2 separate regions of the Callithrix jacchus genome follow, and region 1 is linked to region 2. The links are chromatin contacts, called in public Hi-C maps. All regions are on one chromosome and are shown on one strand. Each heading gives the region's core, a stretch centred on a gene start, on an enhancer-like site or on the middle of the called end of the contact. The rest is flanking DNA. Distances are from core to core; before and after follow the strand shown. Region 1 holds the start of FAM107A (family with sequence similarity 107 member A). Region 2 overlaps FAM107A (family with sequence similarity 107 member A).

What was found. Hi-C and Micro-C count contacts between places; a contact is called where the count stands out from the background.
Region 1: a Hi-C map of skeletal muscle shows a contact between it and region 2, with 12 times the contacts expected there. The contact joins the promoter of FAM107A here to the enhancer-like site in region 2. A contact is called at or near these places in 3 of 3 Hi-C or Micro-C datasets (induced pluripotent stem cells and skeletal muscle).

Annotation. Positions count from the first base shown.
Region 1 is chr15:40,406,026-40,410,727 of calJac240_pri, reverse strand. It overlaps FAM107A (family with sequence similarity 107 member A), which reads left to right and starts at 2,705. Exons shown (of 4, transcript XM_078351341.1): 1 at 2,705-3,293. It overlaps FAM3D (FAM3 metabolism regulating signaling molecule D), which reads left to right. Exons shown (of 10, transcript XM_035275957.3): 10 at 1-3,293.
Region 2 is chr15:40,354,888-40,359,545 of calJac240_pri, reverse strand. FAM107A (family with sequence similarity 107 member A) reads left to right here. Exons shown (of 4, transcript XM_078351341.1): 2 at 1,802-1,976; 3 at 3,968-4,124; 4 at 4,644-4,658. The coding sequence starts at 1,807. Among named protein-coding and RNA genes, the nearest start is that of ACOX2, 32 kb to the right of the region's middle. Within about 2 kb of position 2,670, at least 4 of the 16 cell types and tissues checked have an H3K27ac peak or open chromatin away from gene starts, as enhancers often do.

The DNA of each region.
Region 1 (4,702 bases), core at 1,456-3,955, 51 kb before region 2:
ATAGACAAGGAGTCTCAGAATAAGGGCTGGAATTCCAGTCTGTCTCCAACATTACATGAAACAGATATGTTTGCCCTAAACCTCTCAGGTAGTGTTTCTCCTGTCCTCCTCCTCTTCTCCTCCCCCTCCCCCTTCCTCCCCCTCTTCCCCCTCCTCCCCTCTTCCCCCTCCTCCCCTCCTCCCCTCCTCCACCTGCTCCTAAATGCCTCTGAAGCCTTTTGAAGATTGCACAGAACCTCAGAGTTAGCATTCCCAGCACTTGCCTTCATTGCTTTGGAAGAGGTGCAGAGGAACCGGGTTCAAGGGATTCAGAACTCCTCTTTTTAAAGCCCAAAGCCCCCCTCACATTTTGTAAGCCTTACTTCCTTCTATTAGCTTGTGGGTCAAGAAGGAACAGATGTTTGCTCTCATTGTGCAGATGGAGAAAGAGAGGCTGAGGGATGTCCCCAGCCCACAGTGAGATGGGACAAAGCTGGGTCTAGAACACCTGCTCCTTGGTCCTTCACCACCAGCTGTCACTCCATAAATCAACTGTTCACATATTCCAAGTACTGCCTCTGTGCCGGGCATGGTGCTGGGCCCTGAGCCTCCACCCCATCCCTCCTGCCCATGCCATGAGGCCTGAAGGTTGCATTTTGGGCCATGATCCTGCCAGGGGCCGGGCTTCAGAGCCCAGTCACAGGCTCCATCAGCCAATCAGTCAGGCTTTCACCACAGCACTAAGCCATACTTCAGCAGGACTCCAAGCAGATGGAAAAAAATTAATAAATGTGTAAAATTCATTCTCTCTCCTCCTACCCCACCAAGAGTCAAGCTGGTGGATAATTACGGGATGGCTGCCAAAGGAGTTTGATCTTCCACATTGACTTAGAGCATTCTTACTGCTCCATCTGACAGCCAATTGAGTCATTTCCCTTTATAATTTTGTGGACTTTCTCTTTTCTGCAGGAAATCCAAAAGTGTAATCAGGCCACAATTGGAACAGGGAGAAAAGGAGTGCGGAGCAGCCGAGGAAGGCAGGGGCTGAACCCAAGGGAAGGGGCAGAAGGAAGTAGCCACGTGTTTGCTTGGCTGGAAGGGTCATGGGCACTGGAGGAAATACGGTAACTTCAGTAACAACAGTATTAAGAAGTGCCGTGCAGCGAGCACTTGTGATGAGCCGGGACTGTGCTAAGCACTCGATCAGCTTAGACTACTTCATTTAATCCTCCATCATGTATTCTTCCACTAATATTGCTCTAGACCCAGGGGGGAAACTGAGGAGCAGGACAGACCAGGCCCTGGCCTTTGTGGAACTGCCATTCCAGGCAGAGGAGACAATCGACACAGAAGTCATATCATTTTGTCACTGATGAGTGCTGCGACAAAGTAATAAACAGAGAGCCTGGGAACTACTGTGCAGAAGGTGTCAGAGAAAGCTTCTCTGAGGAGCCTGAGAGATAAAAAGGAGAGAATCATGCAAATATCAAAATATGAAATATGAGGAGCAGAGGGGAAGTTGGGGAGGAAACATCCCACGCAGAAAGAGTAGCAAGTGCAAAGGCCCTGGGAAGGGGAAAGGTGCTGTGACCCAGAAGCTGCCAGGGAGAGGGAGGAGAAGGAACTGAGGTCCTAGCAAGGCCATTTGTCAGACCTTGTGGACCTGGGGGCTTTTGTTCTGTTGGCAAGGCTGGACAGAATGCCTAATTCTTGACCCTCCAGCTACGGTTCCATGAGGCATCTGTGTGTGTGCCAGGCACCGCGCTAGAGGAAAGGAAAGAGTGGCAAGGTTTCCCGACCCGCCCACCTCTGGGGAAAGGGCGTTGTGCTTAGTGAACTGGTTAGCCGGGACTTTCCAGTGGGCAATGGACTTATCATTTGTGTTCTTAACAGCAGCACCTAACTTCGCTGAGGAATTGTTCGCTAGATGCTCTGCTTACCCTCACAGCCCCAGGCAGTGGGGGCAACTGTTACCCACCTTTAGTGAAGCGACAGATTATAAAACAGGGAGTGATGGCCAAACACAGTGGCTCACATTTGTAATCCCAGCACTTTGCGAGGCCAAGGCAGGCAGATCGTGAGGTCAGGAGTTCAAGACCAGCCTGGCCAATATGGTGAAACCTCGTTTCTACTAAAAATACAAAAACCAACTGGGTTTGGTGGCACACACCTGTATTCCCAGCTACTCGGGATGCTGAGGCAGGAGAATCACTTAAACCTGGGAGGCGGAGGTTGCAGTGAGCCGAGATTGTGCCACTACACTCCAGCCTGGGTGACAGAGTGAGACTCCATCTCAAAAACAAACAAACAAACAAACAAACAAACAGGGAGTGACATGCTCTGATTTATGCTTACACAAAATGATAGCTTCAGCTGCACACACACACCTTACTTCATTTAGCCATGTGCAGTGGGAGTGCTTATCACATACGCTCGTGCGCGCGCACACACACACACACACACACCCCGTGCCCCCAAGGCCACACAGCTGTCAGGGGCAGAGCCACAGTTCAAGCCTAAGGTTTTTTCAGGCTTAACCTCTGCTACAAGCTGGCATCACAGAGAAGGAAGGGGCTGGCAAATGAGGAGGAGGGTGATTGCCGGGGGCACTTTGAGAACTTGGCCCCAGGCCTGGAATCCAGCCTTCAGCTATTTTCTTGGCCTGAGCCCAGACCAGCTGACCTCCAGCCCTCCCAGGCAGCCTGCTGCCCAGGCGTCTGCTCTCAGAGTTCCTGCTGTGGGAGAGCCCCAGACCCCAAGAGTCTTCAAAGGTCTATTATTAATGGGGCTGTCCAGCCGAGGCTGACATCCCCACGCAGCCGTCCCAGAGCTCTGCACCTCAGCCAGCCCTCGGCCTTCCCTGTCTGGCCCTGTCTGCTGAGCAGTGCCTAGCAAGGGCCAGCCAGAGGTCACCCGCCGCACCTGAGCTACCGGTGTGTGATGAGAGGACTGCCTCGCGTCTTCCCCCCTTTCCCAGCTGCCTTAGTTTCCCTTCCTGAGAGACGCAGCGTTCTGGGAGGTGAGGAGCTGCAGGGACCCAAGAAAGGCATGGGAGCCGCCTGGGGACACTGGCCCCTCTGTCAGGATCAATCGCCCTAAGCCTGTCTGAGGCGCTCTGGGCTTAGGAGCAGCTGTGAAAGCCGCCTTTGTGCCGGGGAGAATGAGCCACAAGAGGACAGGGGGCCCTGGCCCCGGGAGCCCCTCAGGTCCTGGCTCCTGAGATCCACGCCAGCAGGAAGGACCCCAGCCTGGTCCCTGCAGCCCACCCAGGCCTGGTGCCACCTCGTGCCATGGGAGCAGCCCAGGGGAAGAAGGTAGGAGCCCCCAAGCGTCCTGTTGGGGCCCCGGACACGGGAAGGGAAACTGAACCCAGCAAGTGGGAGCCCTGACCCACCTACCCGGGAGCTTCAGCTGGCACTGCCCACCAATCTTCTTCCTGGCACTCACAGCCAAGATGTGCAGCTAGAAAACTGGTGGGGGCTCAGGGCAAAACCAGCATCCTAATCTCTCCATCTCTAGGACAGACTTGGGGACAGCCGAACCTCTCTGGCTCCCTGGTATTAGCCACACACATCTCTACTTCCCTGAGTAAAAGCTCCCAGGGTACCCCTTCCCCACACCCCAGGAGAGTGTCTGATGCAGGTGGATACAGGGGAAAGATCTTAAAATTATTATGATTATGATTATGAGTTGGCTAACCAGCTGTTACCAGTTGTAGGGCAATGGGCAAGTTATTTAAGCTTTCTGTACCTCATTTCCTCACCTGTAAAATAGGGCCAATAATAATCACTACCTTGGAAAATCGTTGTGAAAATTATATGAATGAAAGCGTTTAGAACGCTGCCTGGCACTGTGTAGAGGCTCTGCTCCTTTGTTAGTAGAATTCTATTCATGCTATTATCCCTCACCTCCTATGCCTGAGCTCTCAGCTGGGGGTTTGTAGACAGCACTGCCTGAGCAGTGTTTCTGGAAATGCACCCCTTGGACCCCTGCATCAGCATTGTGGGGCGGGGAGGAGCAGGGAGCTTGGAAAACAGTCGCTTTCTCGGGGCCCGTCAGACCTCCTGGATCAGTGGGGGCAAAGAGGGGAGGGGCCTGCATGTACTCACCAGCTCTGGGGATTGTGGGATTGTGGCACAGGAGCTCACTGCTCTCCACCCACAGCCCAGTACTGCCACCCCGGGGCGTGGTCAGGCTGCGAAGTCCCAGCTCCACCACCCACCTACTGTGGCGAGGACCTGAACCCCTCTGGACCTCAGCTTCTTGTCTGTAAAATGGGGCTGGTACCTGCTTTGTGGGAGGTTCAGTAAGGTGTTGCTTGTGAATGCTTAGTGCAGTGCGCTACCTGACACCCAGAGGGTCCCCAATAAACAGGGGACTCTGACCTTCAGACAACCAGGGATGACCTATTCCATCAACGCTGAGACACTCAGGGAAGAAGTCATTTCCTAGCCAGGGTCATGCAGCTAGTGGGGGAAAGAGCAGGGTGGTGGTGGTGTTAATTTGGAAAGGGGAGCTTTATTTCTCATAAAGATTACAGCCTGCAGGGTGGCCATTCCAACAGGCCGGGAAACATGGCCTCTGGCCAGAAGCCAGAGACTGATACTTTGAGGAAGAGGCAAAGGGAATTGAAATGTATGCTGAGCACCGTGGCCAAATATACATATTCAATAAGCTGTGGGGGAGTCATGTGTATTTATGAAAGGAGAAACATGTGCATGCA
Region 2 (4,658 bases), core at 1,421-3,920:
ATGGGCAACACTTGACAGCAGGAATAGGCAGCAAAAGAGGGAAGATCCCAAAGCTCCAATCTGAATCCAGGCATCCTAATGCACTGGCACCCAGACAGCTTGATCCCACGGACAAGAAAATATCAAGTGCTCATTTTAAAGTAACTCCAAATACTGTTATGATCACTTTTTTAAGGACCAAAAAATTAGGAAGGATATAACCTGAAAGCAAACAGCCGTATGAAAAAGATGAGAAAAAGTTAATTAGAATTCTCATTTTAGAAATGGTCCTGAGAACGTGAATTAACATGTCTGTGCTCTGACACCTCATCTGGCTACATCCAAAATACCTTCTAATAATCACCTCTTTCTCCAGGTTACATACGTGGTCTTACTTGCTCCTTCTGACTGCAGCCTGCCAGGGGTCATCATAGAAAAGCCAAACACGGGTCTGGTGGCCACTGTTGCAAAGTACAATCTCCCGTTTGATGTCTACATTCCCAACCTGTCACCTTGCAAAGTGCACCCCGCCAAACCCCTCCTTTGTGTTTCCCGACCCCAACAAGCTGTTTGCCGCTTCCACGTTTTCACACATCCCGTTCATCCACAAAACTGCGTTTGGGCAGGGAATGGTTCTCACCCCCTTCCTAGTGTGGGGACGGAAATGAGTCTGTCCACAGGCAACATGGTGGCCCTCAAGAGGGGGCTGACGCCTGGTGTTCCAAGTGGGGACACACGTTCCCAGTGGTCACATGAAAACCACATGCCACAGGGCACTGGTTCCCCAAGACCAAAGAACACTTCGAAAGTTGTATTGAAGAAAACTGTGTGAAAGTTGTGTGAAGAAAATTACCAACAAATGTGTATTGATCACCTACTGCACTCCAGACCAGACACTGCCAACTGTCAGGAACTGGCATATGATAGGAGCTCGAGCTCTGCAAAGTCAGACTCATGAAGAGGGCAGAGCTAATGTCTACATTTTCACTAAAACCACTATAAGCAGCTCATGGCCAGGCAGCGTCTATACCCTTGAGGCCTTTTTTTTTAATCAGTCTCTTTCTCTCTCTGTGTCTGTCTGTCTCTCTCTGTACTTGCACTTGGGAATTTCAAGGATAAGGAGCCAGTTTGCAGAAGAGGGAGCCCTTGTGCCTAAATTTTAAGTAGATGGACAGAGTTGAAACTGCTGTGGTAGAAGTGGGGCCATTGAGTGGCCAGACGTTTGACAACTATGCCTTTGCTATTAGGAACAGCAGTCTCTGAATTTCATCCTCTCCTCTTTGATGTGAAGAAAATGAAAAGCTGAACAGTTCCGCAAGAGAATTTGGAACTGTGCTAGAGAGTTAGACAATAAAGGGTAATACTTTCTTTTTATCACTGCATTCATCCAAATTGTTTTTAACAAGTACATATAAGTCTTTTTAAATATATTTTTCCTTTTCTGTTAAAGCTCATTGAAAAACAGAAACTCAAACATAATTCCATGTATAGTGGGGGAAAACCGTGGTTTGCAAAGTCAGGCCAAAAGTTTGTGTGTGTCAGCCCGTACCTTGAGGCCCATTATCACTTGACATCCACACTCCAGACACATCGCAAACAGCATCTCCGGTTCTGACAGCCCGGGGCATGCATTCCGTCATGGTTTTCGTTTTTATAAGTGAAAAAACTAAGGCTCAGAAATTCAGGTAGCTTGCCCAGGTATACGCAGTAGCAGGTGGCCAAGGTCCATCTGACATGAAAACCTTGCCCTTCAACTGTGCCCCAGGGGGCAGGGTGGGATGAGAGGCTCAGCTCTGAGCAACTCCTCTATCCATCTCTACAGCCTCCATGTACTCGGAGATTCAGAGGGAGCGGGCAGACATCGGGGGACTGATGGCCCGGCCGGAATACAGAGAGTGGAATCCAGAGCTCATCAAGCCCAAGAAGCTGCTGAACCCCGTGAAGGCCTCTCGGAGTCACCAGGAGCTGCACCGGGAGCTGCTCATGAACCACAGAAGGTGGGGATGAGGCCCTGTGGCCCTGGCACGGCAAGCACCGGGTCCTGTGGGACTTGGGGAGGTGCCCCTGGAGGAAAGCAGGGCTGGATCTCATCCTGGGGCTTCTGGAGACTGAGGAGGGCTGAATGTGCCCCACATGATCACCAGCAAAACCTGAAATGGCCCCATCCCCAGCAGGCCCCTGGGAACCAGAGGGACCCAAAAAGCCCTGTTCTTTCGCCCAGCCACCCGTTTTACACCCAAACTCCAGATACATTTATTGAGTACATACTATGTGTTGGGCGCTGAGTCCAGACCTGGGGGTGCAAGAATGAATGGGACCCAGTTCCTGTCCTAACAGACAGGGACAGGTACACAGCCAGGCAGTAGGATGGGTGCATTGGCCTGAGGCCCCAGAGGAGGAACCCGAGGGGTCTAAAATGACTTCACAGGAGCGGTGCTGCTTCAACTATGACCTGAAGGGGGATTGGAGTCAGCCAGGCCACGAGGTGGGTGTTGGGTGGCAGAGGGAACTGCATATGCAAATAAGTAGGAAACAGGAATTGCTCACTGTGCCTCGGGCATTGATTGTGCGGTGCCGGCCAGGGCAGAGGATGGACTGAGGAAGGGTCTACAGCAGGGGCACAGGTCTGATCGAGCTTCAGAAGGGCCCTCCTGGTGAGGTGTGGGGATGGGGGAGCTCACAATACCGAAGGGGGCCGAGGCCCAGGCTAGTGGCTGGCTCTTCCGTGGCAGGCCGTGGTGAGCATTGACAGAGACAGGCCAGAGGGGCACCTGGGAGGTGGCAGGGCTGGGGTGGGGCAATTGATGGGACGTGAATTGGAGGAGAGGAAGGCTGAGACCCCTACCTCCGGAGGACCGGGTAAAATACTCCTGCTCACCAGTAACAGCGTGAACGCAGCAGTGCTTTCAGAGCTCCCTCTGCTGGCCGTCTCTGGTATTAGAACCAGTTGTGATTGCGCTCTTGTTTTCCGCTATGACCGACAACCTCTCAGTTACTTTGTACACTGAGTGGCTTTTGGTTTTGTTTTCAATTAGTATTATAATATAAGCATTTTCTCTGAAGAGCTTTTAGGTTCATCCCTTTAATACCAAAAAACACCGCCACAATCAAAAATAGAAGCTTAAAGATAAACTAGAGAAAATATTTGCAATATAAATAAATTTTATTTTTAAAACTCGTATATACAAAAAAAAATGAATATATTCAGATCTCTTACAATCCACAAAGAAAGATGAATCAAAAGCAATACAGTACAGCCAGACGTGGTGGCTCACACCTGTAATCCCAACACTTTGGGAGGCCAAGGCAGGAGGATCACTTGATCCCGGGAGGTCGAGGCTGCAGTGAGCTATGACTGTGCCACTGCACTCCAGCCTGGGCAAGACAGCGAGTGCTTGTCTGTCAAAATAATAATAATAATACAGTTAATTCACAAAAGAAGAAATGCAAATGGCTGGTAAATGTATCAAATGTTGTCCCATGTGACTAATAAAGAAACATGAAAACCAGATATTATATCATGACTACCAGATTCTTGAATATAAAAAGATTGGCTGGTGACAGAGGGGAGAAACAGATCTCCTGTACACTGTTCACAGGAAGATACACTGGACAACATTTCTCAGGCACAGGTAGATCTATGTACCTAGAATTTTTTAAAGGAGCCTGGCCCAGCAATTCTACCTTTAGAAACGTAACCTGAGAAAATAACCAGAAATAATATAAAACCTGGTCTCTGCAGTCAGACAGGCCAGGGTTCAAATCCTCATTTGGCCCATCTGTAGCTGTGACTTGGACTAGTATCCTCATCCCTAGAGGCCTCAGGTTTTGTCTCTGTAAAATGGGACAGTAATGGGTCCACCTCCAAGGCTACTGGGAGGATTGCACAAGGTAATAGTGGAGGGTGGTGTCACAGCAGGATGAAGCCCTGAGGCTGGGGAGGCAGGAAGGTGATGGTCTCCTGACGGCTCCTCCCTCCCCACCCCAGGGGCCTCGGCCTGGACAGCAAGCCGGAGCTACAGCGAGTCCTGGAGCACCGACGGCGGAACCAGCTCCTCAAGAAGAAGAAGGAGGAGCTGGAGGCCAAGCGACTGCAGTGCCCCCTTGAGCAGGAGCTGCTGAGACGGCAGCAGAGGCTGAACCAGGTGGGTCACAGGCAACCAGCGGGGGACCACGAATCCTCCAGGGTGATCCCCTGGCCCAGGAGGAGCTCTGCTGTGGCCACAGCCAGTGAGAGGGAAGAGGGTCAGCAGAGAACTGGACTATGAGTCCACCGCTGGCCTGAGCCCTCCCTCTGCCATTTGCTTTGATGGGTCCTTAGGGCAAGTGGCTTCCCCTCTCTGAACCTCAGCTTCCTCACTGGCCCAGTGTCCTGCATGCTGATTCTGATTTCATTCTTGTAACTGTCTGACGAGCCAGGTGTCATTCCCGCTTTAGAGATGGGGAACCTGAGGCCCAGAGGAGGTGAGCAATTAGAACCAGACTTCACAAGGAGAACACAGTCTCATGCTCTGTGCCCCAGGTACCAAGCTGGCAGCAAAGTCCATCCCCAGGCTGGTTCTGTTCCCCCACTGTGTGGGCCCTCAGTCCCAACTCCATGGGTTTTCAGAGTAGGAATCCCCATAGCCCCACTCACCTCACTCCTCTGCTTCTCCCTCCTTCAGCTGGAAAAACCACCG